2 separate regions of the Mus musculus genome follow, and region 2 is linked to region 1. A link is a contact called in public promoter capture Hi-C data. All regions are on one chromosome and are shown on one strand. The core of a region is the stretch at or near the end of the contact, and the rest is flanking DNA. Distances in the headings are between cores, read along the strand shown. Region 1 has its middle 10 kb from the start of Tubg1. Region 2 has its middle 13 kb from the start of G6pc.

The links. Promoter capture Hi-C pulls out the DNA fragments that hold promoters and counts their contacts.
Region 2: a contact with region 1 is called in a promoter capture Hi-C map of liver, with 1.6 times the contacts expected there. The contact joins two enhancer-like sites. A contact is called at or near these places in 3 of 39 promoter capture datasets (the HPC-7 cell line, cranial neural crest and liver) and 2 of 115 datasets of contacts at active chromatin or transcription factors (effector CD8 T cells and memory CD8 T cells).

The regions. Positions count from the first base shown.
Region 1 is chr11:101,126,959-101,133,289 of GRCm38.p6, forward strand. No RefSeq gene overlaps it. Among named protein-coding and RNA genes, the nearest start is that of Tubg1, 10 kb to the left of the region's middle. Within about 2 kb of position 3,188, at least 20 of the 459 cell types and tissues checked have an H3K27ac peak or open chromatin away from gene starts, as enhancers often do. A contact at or near this core is called in liver, where this site is marked.
Region 2 is chr11:101,351,256-101,358,030 of GRCm38.p6, forward strand. No RefSeq gene overlaps it. Among named protein-coding and RNA genes, the nearest start is that of G6pc, 13 kb to the right of the region's middle. Within about 2 kb of position 4,901, at least 24 of the 459 cell types and tissues checked have an H3K27ac peak or open chromatin away from gene starts, as enhancers often do. A contact at or near this core is called in liver, where this site is marked.

The DNA.
Region 1 (6,331 bases), core at 1,938-4,437:
TTTTTAATCCTTTTGGATGTAACTATGAGCCTTGGGGTGAGTGTAGAAGTCAGAAAATAACTTGGGAGGAGTTTCTCTCCCACCATGTGGGTCCAGGGAACGGAACTTAGGTTGTCAGACTCAAGGGCAAGCCACTTTCCCTGCCAAGCCATTTCACCACCCTATTTTGTTTTGTTTTTTAAATTTATTAGTGATATATGGATGTTTTAGCTGCTTGTGTGTGTGTGTGTGTGTGTGTGTGTGTGTGTGTGTGTGTGTGTGTGTGTGTGTGTACCATGTACATGTAGTGCTAGCAGAAGCCAGAAGAGGGCGCCAGGTCCCCTGGAACTAGACTTACAGACAGTTGTGGGGTGTGAGCTGCCATGTTGGTGCTAGGAACAGAACCAAAGTGTGCTTAACCTCTGAGCTGTCACTCCAGGATCCATTCTTTAACATTCCAGTTATTTAAAAGCCCAATGGGAGAAAGATCACAGACTGAATCTGTAGCTCTTAAACTCTTAGAGTCCTGCTGGGCAGTGGTGGTGCGTGCCTTCAGTTCCAGCACTTGGGAGGGAGAGACAGGTGGATCTCTGACTTGGAAGCCAGTCTGGTCTACAGAGTGAGTTCCAGGACAGGGCTACACAGAGAAATGCTGTCTCAACAAAACAAAACAAAATCTTTGAGATCCAAGCTGGGCAGTAGTGGTACACAACTTTCATCCTAGCACTCTGCTGGCAGGTAAATCTCCAAGTTTGAGGTCAGCCTGCTCTACAGATGGAGTTCCAGGACCTCCAAGGATACACAGAGAAACCCTGTCTCAAAAAACAACAAAAATCCTACCTCCTCCTGCCCTTGTCCCTGCCCCTTGGGACCCAAAGATAATGAAGGACTGCAAAGGGCCCCACTAAACTCTTACATACCCCACAGGAAAGAACTACAATGCATCATGTACATTGGTTTGTTTAATGGTAATTACAAACCTATGAAAGGGTCGATATCATTACCAATCTCATTTTAAAAACGCAGAAACAGCAAAGTAGATCACAAGGACACCCAGTTAAGTGGCCTTAAGTGGCAGAGTTGAAACAAGCTCTGGTACACCTGGCATCTGTGTTTGTTTTTTTTGTTGTTTGTTTGTTTTGTTTTTTTGTTTTTTCGAGACAGGGTTTCTCTGTGTAGCCCTGGCTGTCCTGGAACTCACTCTGTAGACCAAGTTGGCCTCGAACTCAGAAATCTGTCTGCCTCTGCCTCCCGAGTGCTGGGATTAAAGGCGTGTGCCACCATGCCCGGCTCCTGTGTTTGTTTTTAAGGAATAGCCAAACAAGCCATGTTTTTAGATGTATTCATTTTATTTCCACGCGTGTGTATGCGTACTATGTGTATGCCTGGTTGCCCACAGAGGTGAAAAGAAGAAGGGATTGGACCCTGTGGAATTGAGTTCCTGATGGTTACAAGCCACTGTATGGGGGCTGGGAACTAAATCCAGGTCCTCTGCCAGAGCAAGTGTCTTTAGCTGCTAGCCCCTCTTCCCTTTTTTTGAGATTATATTATACTACGTAGCCCAGGCTGACCTCAGACTTGCCATGCTCCTCCCCCTTCCACCTCCAGCCCCTCCCCGACCTCAACCCCTGTTTCTCTGCCCCTGCCCCTGCCTTGTACTAGGACTAGGTTATATGGGTCCATTATTGGCACATACACACCGCATTTGTGTGATGCTGGGGGGCAAACTTAGAACCTGTGTGGATTAAGCTAAGTGAACACTGTGCCACTAAGCTACACTCCCAGCAACGGTGACTGTCACTAACCATGGCAATACGCTTCCTTTTATATCTCCCAGGACAGTGTCGAATCTGCTCATTCCTGGCGGGGGGGGGGGGGGGGGGGGGGTTTGTGGCCATAAGATGAGCCCATCTCGTTGTCCGCTCATGCAGAGAAAGCATGTTTGATTCTTGTCTTGAGAATATCATCAACTGCCAAGTATCCACCTCACGGCACAAGGTAGCTCAGGATGTTTTAAGCAAATACTTCACTTCTCCCTAGGCTGGGAGGCTGAGTCCATGGAAGAGCCCTTGCCTGCCTCATAGTCAACAGAGGGACCAGTATACAAGCCAGCCCCCTACGATAATATAAAAGCCTCGAAGAACTAACGGGCAGGAAACAGGCAGTCAGACCCAAGTCTCAGACTGTCTTAGGAATGAGGAGTCCGCAAGCCTATTCGGCCACGGTTCAAGCGGCCAGCCTGTCCCTATCTTTTGCCAAGACCTACAGGGAGCTGACTCAGGGACAGGCAGCATGGTCATGACTAACCAGCTGCCTATTCCCTCTCAAGGAGGAAGGTGACTTCTGTGAAAGCCAGTGTGCACCTGGTCCCCCCCTCAGCTCCACCTCCTATTTCTGCACCCCTGGGTGCTAAGCATAGTCCTTCCCATTTGCTGATTTTTTTTTTTTTTTGTTGAGACCATCTGCCTGCCTCTGCCTCCCAAGTGCTGTGATTAAAGGCGTGCGCCACCACTGCCCGGCCCCATTTGCTGACCTTAGTCCTGATGACCAAACTTTTTTCATCTTTTGGAGACCTCTGCATAAGTGGTCTACTGGCCCATCTTCAGGGCGCAAGCAATCCCTGAGCCCTCCTTTGTGGGAACCAGTTAAGGCAGGTATGGACACCCCCCCCCCGGGGGGGGCTTATGCTGGGTGTGGTGGCGCACACCTTTAATCCCAGCACTCAGGAAGCAGAGGCAGATGGATCTCTGAGTTCGAGGCCAGCCTGGTCTACAGAGTGAGTTCCAGGACAGCCAGGGCTGCATAGAGAAACCCTGTCAAGAAAGAAAGAAAGAAAGAAAGAAAGAGAGAGAGAGAGAGAGAGAGAGAGAGAGAGAGAGAGAGAGAGAGAGAGAAAGAGAGAAAGAAAGAGAAAGAAAGAGAGAAAGAGAGAAAGAAAGAGAGAAAGAAAGAAAGAGAGAAAGAAAGAAAGAAAGGAAGGAAGGAAGGAAGGAAGGAAGGAAGGAAGGAAGGAAGGAAGGAAAGAAAGAAAGAAAGAGTGAGGCAGGGAGGGAGGGAGGCAGGGAGGGAGGCAGAGAGGGAGGGAGGGAGGGAGGGAGGGTGAGTTAGGTTTGCCTAGCAGGGAGGAGTAACTCCACAAGGACGCCTATGCTCTCTGACTGGTGAGTACCAGGTGTCACAAGCATGGTCCGCACTTCAATACCAGCCTCAGCCAGGCCCCTCCCCCAAGGCTATTTCCAGATCACCCAACACCCCAGACAGACAACGGGGGCAGCCCCTCCCAGTTCTTGGCCAGCAGCAAACCCCAAACTGTGTCATCCAGAGGGCAGTGCAGAGGCCAGGTGGAAAGAGAGGCCTCTGGGAGTCGGGGCAGCAGGTGGTACTGGTAGGGAAAAGGTCTTGTCGTCAGAGGTATTGCGAGGCACAGCTATAAAGTGCCCTGACTAGACAGCAAGGGTGGCTATGAAAACGCTGTGGAGAAAGCAGAATGCCCAAGCTTGGAACAGGTTTGTCTTTAACCAAACGACGACGAGAGAAAGCTAGCCATTTAAAGGCGATGTTCTCAGAATATTCCAAGAGAGGTGATGTAACTCCAGGGGCCCTGGAACGTGGGTGAGACCGAGCCCTGGAGCAGGAAGCACATATCCCAAAATAGACTTGAGCAAGCGAGCCTGAAACCTAGGGACAGTAACTTGGGAGAATGTGTTGAGGTTAGGTCAAGAGGCGACAAAGCGACAAGCAGAAGTGGCAAGGGTGAATGTAGCCACGAGACAAGGAGTTGGTAGGCTCGTTAGTCCATCAAGTCTTATCCAGTGTTCCCATCAGCCATAAACATTCTACACCTCCCCAGAAAGTGGCACTCCTCCGCGGGGAGCCAGTTTAAATCCAAGAGAAAACACACTCTGCTAATGCCACCTCCAATATGCCTCACCTCATACTCTTTCTACAGTGTCTTAGACGAGGAAGGCTCTACTCTGGAAAAGAAACAAAAAGTTTGGTGTTTGGGGAGCTGCGGAGATGGCTCGGTCGTTAAGAGCACTGGTTCTTGCAGAGAATCAGTTCCCAGCATCCACATGCCAGTTGACATAACCATCTGTAACTCCAAGACCAAAGGATCTGATGCCCTCTGACCTCAGGCACCAGGCACACATGTGGTGCACATACGGATACGCAGGCAAAACATATGCATAAAATAACTCTTAAAAATAAAAAAAAAGGAGCAAAAAAAAAAAAGATTAAATAAAATCGACATTCCAGTTTTTAACCCTATCACAAGTGGTTGGATCACCTCTTTGTTTTGTGACAGGGTCTCATTTTGTAGCCTAGCCTTGTCTTGAACTTGTGATTCTTCTGCCTCAGCTCCCCAAGTACTAGGATTAGGGGTGCATGCATTTGCACCCAGCTGACACAAGCATTTCCTAAAAATAGACACTGAAAGGCTGGCCAGATGGCTTGGCAGATAAACACTCTCATGAGGAATGGTGGCTTTCTGGGCCCTGCCTGTGTGTCTCCCTGCAGCCTTCCCTCCCGCTCTCCCTTTGCTTCTGTGTCTTAGTGTCCTCTTCACTGTAAAGACTTCTAAAAAGAGAGGGAGACAGTATTAAATTCCGTAGAAAATTCTGGAGAGTCTCTGCTTTAACTGAATGATCCATAGTCTGACTGACTGTTGGTTTTTTTTTTTTTTCCTTTGTTGTTGTTTGATACAGGGTTTCTCTGGCTCTCCAGGAACTCATTCAGTAGATCAGGTTGGCCTTGAACTCAGCTCCAACTGCCTCTGCCTCCCGAGCACTGGAGTTAAAGGTAGGTGCCACCACACCCACCAGTAGTTTTTATTGTATCCATATTGCCCAGAGAAATTGAGGCTTTAAAAAAAAAAAGATTTATCTTTATTATTTTCTAAATCGCGTGCATATGTGTTTGCATGTGGGTATGTACTCATGTGCATGCAGTCCCCGCAGAGTCCAGAAGAGGGAGCTGGAGCTACAGATGCTTGTAAGCAGCTGGCCTTGGAACTGAGCTCAGTCCTCGGGCCTCCAACAAGAGCTCTTGGCAGCTGAGCGTCTCCCTAGCCCTTTTCTTTCTTCTCTCTTCTTTTCTTTTATAAAACCATCCTAATTTTAAAAAGAAAGAAAGAAACACAAGTTCCTCTGGTGGAAGTTTAATAACCTAAATTCAATCCCTGCAGCCCACAGTGAAAGGAGAAAACCAAATTCCAAAAGTTGCTGCCCTCTGACTTCCCACACATGGCATTATGACATGTATTCTCTCTCTCTCTCTCTCTCTCTCTCTCTCTCTCTCTCTCTCTCTCTCTCTCTCTCACACACACACACACACACACACACACATACATACACACACACACACACACATACACAAACACACACCACACACACACACATACATACACACACACACATACAGGCTAATAATAAGTCAAAAAGTAAGAATTAAGAACATGGGGCCGGGGCTGGTGAGATGGCTCAGTGGGTAAGAGCACCCGACTGCTCTTCCGAAGGTCTGGAGTTCAAATCCCAGCAACCACATGGTGGCTCACAACCATCTGTAACGAGATCTGACTTACATATAATAAGTAAATAAATCTTAAAAAAAAAAAAAAAAAAAGAACATGGGGCCGGTGAGATGGCTCAGCAGGTAAGAGCACTGACTGCTCTTCCAGAGGTCCTGAGTTCAAATCTCAGAAACCACATGGTGGCTTACAACCACCCATAATGAGATCTGAAGATAGCTACAGTGTACTTACATATAATAAATAAATAAAATCTAAAAAAAAAAAAGAATTAAGAACATCCTCAAGATTTATTTTATGTGTATGAGTGTTCTGTCTGCATGCATCCACATGTACCACATGAGGTCAGATGGGGTTGGCTCCGGCTGGAACTGGAACAGGGTTATGAGCTGCCCTGTCAGTGCTGAAAACCCAAACCAAGACACACACACACACACACACACACACACACCCGCCAACAGCTAAGACATCTCTCAAAACCACTAAGTAGCAATTTTAAATGATAATAAAAACTAAAACTTGGTTGCAGGGTGGTTAAGCTTCAAGAGGAGCCCCACTTAAGGTTTCCAGTGATAGAGGGAGGAATGTAGGACTGCTACCATTTGTACGGGAGCCCTTTACCCTGCATGATACACTCACGCACACACGGATTATCCTACTCTCTGAGGAAGGATGTTTGCCATTTATCATCAGAAGGAAACGGGCACAGGAAGATAAGGAACTTCCTCGAGTTCACACACTGGTAAGTGAAACCCCAGGACCTCTGGCTCTAAATCAATACACCAGTCCCGGTGACCCAGTGTCTAGGAAGCACTCGGAAGCGTG
Region 2 (6,775 bases), core at 3,651-6,150, 230 kb after region 1:
AAAAAGCACTGGCTAGTATGTTGTTAACCTGGACGTCAGTGGCCCAGCCACATCTGACCTGTGACCTGTGACCTGGCCTGCTTGTTAACCATGCTCAAGAGGACAGGAGGGTTACAGTTACCTAGTGCATCTTCCCTGATCCTCATCAAGGAAGTAGCCAGCGTCAAAGTTGCTTAGCACCTCACATGCGCCTATCCAACGCTCCCCCGAGCCTCCATAAATGGACATGGCTCAGCCTTACACACAGCTCAGCTCCTCCCAGGCTTCTGCTCAACCTGTGTGTGAGTCACTGAAAGTCACTGGAGGATTGTGGTGCCTGGGGACAAGGACAGGGGGTGGGGAGCCAGGGGTAGTGGTGGAAGGACAGGACTGCGGGGGGCAGAAACATCAGAGAGGGCTTGAAGTGCTTCTAACTCGAGGAAGAAAGGTGGGGGTGACGGAATCCAGCTGTGGCTCAGGTGCAAGGCAAGGCTCATCCACTGCTTGTAACATAGAGGGCAGAAACAGAGCCCGGGCTGATGTGCTGCAGTCAGCTAGCTCCCAGCTGTTCTCCAGAACACACCTGGTGCACATGTGGCTCCCCACCCCTCCGAGTGTGTGGCTTGATTTGGAACAGGACAGAAATGACCTCTATGAGTCACTTGAAGTCAAGGTTCCTCCCCCAGCCCTACCTGCACCTGTCCTGACCCCAGTGCTTGCGTGCTTTGTCCATTCTGGCTAGGGCTTTTTTTTTTTTTTTTTTTTTTTTTTTTTTTTTTTTTTTGCCATCCAGAGGCCAGAAGAGAGGCATCCTTGCCAAAGTCCTTTCTGTTGCTCACCCTTGCTCTTTCCTATTCAGAACCAGAGCCTGAGGTGGCTGGAGTCTAGCTACGCATGTCTTCAATCTTTCTATCTATTGAGGTTTCTGGTGAGAGGCTTAGGAGAAGGAAGAGTAAGGGAAAGAATTGAGAGGGAGTCAGGTGGGCCTCTGTCCTTGTGGCCCCTTCACACTTCCTACTCTCCAGCCCTGGACACACCCTAGCCAGAGCCAGCTGTTTGCAGACCTGAGCCCAGAGGAGCTGACAGCTGTGATGAGCTTCCTGACCAAGCACCTGGGGCCAGGGCTGGTGGATGCAGCCCAGGCTCGACCCTCGGACAGCTGTGTCTTCTCAGTAGAGTTGCAGCTGCCTTCCAAGGCTGCAGCCCTGGCCCACCTGGAGAGAGCTTCCCTGCCGCTGCTGCCCACCCCACCCCCATCCCCTGCCCTCGTCTGAGAGGTTTTCTTTTATCAATGGAGTTTAATAAACTCTCAGTTATTAATATGACCCAGCCAGGCCCCCAGTAACAGCAGCAGAGCAGCAAAGTCCTCTGGAATTATTTTATCAGCAGTTGCACAATTACTGGAATTCTCCTAGTCTATTTTTCTAACGCTAGACTGTTGTCTGCTTCCCAACTGTGCTACCCAAGGACCTGCAGTTTGAATCGTGTTATTTCTGCTCCATCAGTCCATCCTCAGGGGGCATTCCACTCAGGCCCATGCTCCTGGTCCATCCTGCCTAATGGAGACCTGCCCTCTCCATCTTCTTTCTCTTATGCTCCCTTTTCATCTTCTCGCCTCTCCTTCCTCGAGGTCCCTACCTGCAACCGCCAGCCCAGTAACTGAAACTCTGCCTCATTCTATTCTCCCCAGTAATTGGCTGTTGGCATTTTTTATTTAACCAACAGCTTTAAATTGGGCAGCGAAGCTCTCAAAGCATCACTTGGTGCATCTGAGGATCTGGTTGTTGGGGGCAAGCAGACCCTGGGCGCTGGTATTTAGCTAAAATTTGAATATAGAACAGCATCAGACCAAACTCAATACTCCTTGGTGCACAACCCAAGCCCAGTGTGAGTGAGCTAGTGGTGTGTGTGTGTGTGTGTGTGTGTGCGCGCCCGCGCGCATGTATATATACCATAGTGTACGTGAAGTCAGAGGAAAACTCCATGGAGTTGATTCTCTCCTACTTTTTTTTTTTTTTTTTAACGTAAATAACCCGTTTATTGCAGGCTAGGCAAGTCTCAGACGGCAGGGCTTCTACTGGTCTTTCAGTTCCTTCAGTCTTCTGATGGCAGACTTCACTGTGCCTGCAGAGGTGGGGGTGTAGGTCCAGGCCCCGCTGGCCGCAGTTTTCACGCATGAACCCCAGTGCCAGATGCCGACGGCTCGGCTCTTCATCTTGGTCTTGCCACAGAAAGAGCAAGAGTACTTGGCGTGCTGGCTGATTTCAGTTTTCTTTACCATTTTTCCGGAGGGAGGCACCATAGCGGGTCCTGATTAGCCATGTTGCCGGAACTGAAGCCCAAGCCCGAAGAGTTCTCTCCTACTTTTATGCTGGCTCAAGGGGTTGAACCAGGCTGAGCAGGAAACACCCCATTAGACGCTGATCCCAGGCCTTGCTTCTCTCTTGGAAATAAACCAACTGTTTCTTGTGATCAGGTGAATAAATAACCTGGTCTCCAGGTAGCACTGCGTCGAATCCCGATTCTCTCTAAAAGACGATCCTAGATGCACAGATGAATCCAGATTGCGACTCAGGGCTTTTTTTTTTTTTTTTTTTAACTGAAACAGTTCCATCCAGAAATGGTTGAAATACGCTAGCAGACATCAGGGGACCGGTACTGACACGTGAGCCCAGACATGGTTCTCATACCTAGCTTTCAGATTAATCTTCCAGGTTTTAATTTTTACAATAAGGTCTCCTGTAGTCCAGGAGGCCTCCCATTCACTAGGTAGCTTTGAGTGACCTTGAACTTCTGATCCTACTGCCACTACCTCTGCAGAGCTGGGTGCAAGCACACACCACAACATCAGGTCTGTGCAATCCAGGGGATTGAATCCACGGCTTCATGCACATTAGCCAAGCGTTCTGCCAATAGCGCTATATCCCCAGCCCCAGAAGCAGGCACAATGTAAGTGAATTCCTACCTTCCTTCTCTCCTACAATCTTTCCTTGGCCAACTGCTCCTTTAAATCTTCAGAGCTTCCCACACATAGGGGGTCAGCCCTTTATTCTCCAGCCTACCTGATGCTTCCTGACGCTAACTAAGCAGACCCTTCTGTCCAATCACCTCTGCTCCCCCACTCCATGTGATGACACCTTCCTCATCCACTAAAACTCAGCTCAGACACTGATGGCTACTGCTACTTTCTCCCGAGTACACAGCTGCCAGCTCTCCCTGATTCCTGCCTGTGTCAGTCTGTATACTCTGAGGGAGGTTCAATACCCTGACTTGCCTACCTGTGTCCCCTGCTTAGAGTTCCTCAGAGTGGGGAAATGCTTGTTCTGCAGGCATAAGGACCTGATATTAGCGCACCATGTGCATATATCAGCTACAGAGGCCAGAAGGGGGCATCTGATCTCCTAGAATAGGAGTTACAAACTGAAGGGGCTCTAGCAGGCCCAAGCATGACAAACATCTCTCACAGGCCTGGTCCTTCCACCATTCTCTCTGCCTTGCTAAAAACCATTAGATTACATTCCTAGGGCTAGCCACCATGGGTCTATCCCCTTATTTGGCCACTTCTTCCTCAGGTCCAAGGTCCAGCTCGTCAAGTATTGAAATTCAACAATCAAAAGTCCCTTTGGCTCATCTAATTAAGATGCCCAATCGAAAATAAGCACTTCAGCCGAGCCGTGATGGCACACACCTTTAATTCCAGCACTCAGGAGGCAGAGGCAGGTGGATTTCTGAGTTTGAGACCAGCCTGGTCTACAGAGTGAGTTCCAGGACAGCCAAGGCTATACAGAGAAACCCTGTCTCAAAAAAGAAAAAAAGAAAAAAAAAGAAAAAAAAAAAAACCACTTCATCCTAACATGGGGGTTTCTCCCCTTTACCTTTATAAATCTCCACTCCATTTGCCTATAGGACAGTTCTGTCTCCTCTCTATCCGGAGGCAATCTCCATTGGTCCCCTTCCCTTTCCCTCATCCTCTGTCTCCTGTCTTTGTCTCACTCCCTGCCCTTTGTCTCTCAAGATAAATCTCCTTTGTGCTGAGAACTTGCTCTTGAAGGGTCCTGTGCCAACTTAGAAGTCCTTCACAAACAGTTGTCAGCTGCTGTGTAGCTTCTGGGAATCAAACTCCTGAATTCCTCTGCAAGCTGCAAGTACTCTTATTTATTTGGTTCGGGTTTTGTTCTTCAAGATACAGTTTCCCTGTGCAGTTCAGAGTGAGTTCCAGGCCAGCCAAGGTTACACAGAGAAACCCTGTCTTGAAAAACCTAAATAAATAAATAATCAATGCCAGATGGTGCATAATGATAACCTCTGATCTACACACAAACACATAAACACACACACACACAGAGACTTGCATGCACACACACATATGAGTTGGAGGTTTTGTTTGTTGGGGTTTTTTTTTGTTTTTTTTTTTTGTTTTTTTTTTTGGTTTTTCAAGACGGGTTTCTCTATACAGCCCTGGCTGTCCTAGAACTCACTTTGTAGACCAGGCTGGCCTCGAACTCAGAAATCTACCAATCTACCTGCCTCTGCCTCCCGAGTGCTGGGATTAAAGGCGTGTGCCACCACGCCCAGCTTGAGTTGGAGGTTTTGAAGCAAGTCCAACTGTCCTTGGGGCCAGTGCTCAGCCTGACATTGCACCCATACGGAAGCCTAAATGCATCTCTATTGAAATTGGAACAGGCAGTCATCATGGTCATTATCAGAGTCACATCACTTCTTTGTCTTAAAATTTGAAAAGCCATTTCACATCCATTTTCCGATTTGACTCCCTCAAAAAGGGTGGAAGTCCAAAGTTCCCAGGTGAATAGCCCACTTTTTTTTTTTTTTTTTTTTTTTTGCACTGTCAGCTTAGGACAGGACATAAGGCCAAAGGGCAATACTGACATGGCAGGCCCAAACACTTCCTTTCCAGGGGACACTGCTCTTACCTAAACTCCTGTCCAGCAAAGGTTGTAGGAAGGAACTGAAGACAAAGGATTCTGGGAGGTGGATACGAGCAAGTCTGAAAAGTAATTCCCCCACCTAAGAAGGAACCCTGAACTTGGAGGTAGACCCAACAGGCTACAGAGTAGGGGCAGGGACAGAGGAATTGGGCCACAATTTTCTCTTCCAACTCATGGAAGCTGCGAGGGGAGGGAGGGAACCCTTTGGGGGCAGCGGTTCAATGTGTTGCTGTTTTCTTGCTCTGGACAAGCAGAAGCGATGGGGTGCAGGTTTTAGGTTAGTGATTATGCTGCCTCTGGACCCACACTGCTGGGATTGAATCCAGTCAGTGTGACCTAGGACAAGTTATCTAACATCCCTACTACCTCAATTTTATCATCTGTGCAGTAGGGAGAGTAATAAAACCTACTTCATGATTTTTTTTTAAAGATTTATTTTATTATTAATATATGTAAGTACACTGTAGCTGTCTTCAGACACTCCAGAAGAGGGAGTCAGATCTTGTTGCGGGTGGTTGTGAGCCACCATGTGGTTGCTGGGATTTGAACTCTGGACCTTCGGAAGAGCAGTCGGTGCTCTTACCCACTGAGCCATCTCACCAGCCCCCTACTTCATGATTTTTATGAGAATCAAGGGGCTGGAGAGGTGGCTCAGTACTGGCTGCTCTTCTAGAGGTCCTGAGTTCATATCTCAGCAACCACATGGTGGCTCACAACCATCTGTAATGGGATCCGATGCCCTCTTCTGGTGTGTCTGAAGATAGCTACAACATACTCATATATATATATGTATATGTATGTGTATGTGTATGTGTATATGTATATGTATACATATAATTCCCCTTTTAAATATAATTTAATATATATTAAAATTATATTAAATATATAATTATATTAAATATATTTAATTTAATTTAATTCCCTTTTTAAAAAACCATGCATATATATGGTTTTTTAAAAAGGGAATTAAATTAATATATATGCATATATATATGCATGGTTTTTTAAAAAGGGGATTAAATTAATCCATTCATTTTCTTAAAATAGTCCTAAACATCGTAAATGTTTAGTGCATATAGCTATTATTTAATATTTTATTACCCGGAATTTATAGGCTATTTTTTTTCTTTTTGGTTTTTCAAGCAGGGTTTCTCTGTGTAGACCAGGCTGTATAGGAACTCATTCTCGATTAGGCTGGCCTCTGAACTTAGAGGTCCACCTATCTCTTTCTTCCGAGTGCCAGACTTAAAGATGAGGGGGCACTACCACCTAGCAATAAACTATTTCAGTAAGTATGTAAGCAGTCATTTTAAAAACTTAGTGGCATAAAACAACAAAACAATTTACTTTACCCACAAAGGGTGGGCAGCCTGGGCTAAGCTTAGCCAAGCGGTTCTTTCTCCTGGATTGTCCTGACAAGGCTGCAGCTATCTGGTTAGTGGACAGGGTCTAGGTTGTGAAAAGTAGCTTTATTTATGTGTCTATGGCTGCAGTTATAGCAACATGACTTTTGGAGGCTTGCCACTGTGGTCTAGGATGCCAACCACAGCCCAAAGTGAGCAAGCTCTAGAGAGAAAACACTTTCTAGGGCTTTTCCTATATCAACTCAGTAATGTGTGTGTGTGTGTGTGTGTGTGTGTTATACATAAGTACATATACTTGTTTGTGGAGGCCAGATGACCAGTGTCTTCCTCAATTGCTGTCTTTTTTTTTTTTTTTTACAGTTATTTGTTTTGCATCGGGGTGGATACATTGTCATTGTGTGAATGTGGAAGTCAGAGGGTAATTTGTGGCAGTTGTTTATCTCTTTCCAACTTGTGGGTTCCAGAGGTTAAACTCGGGTCCCTGGG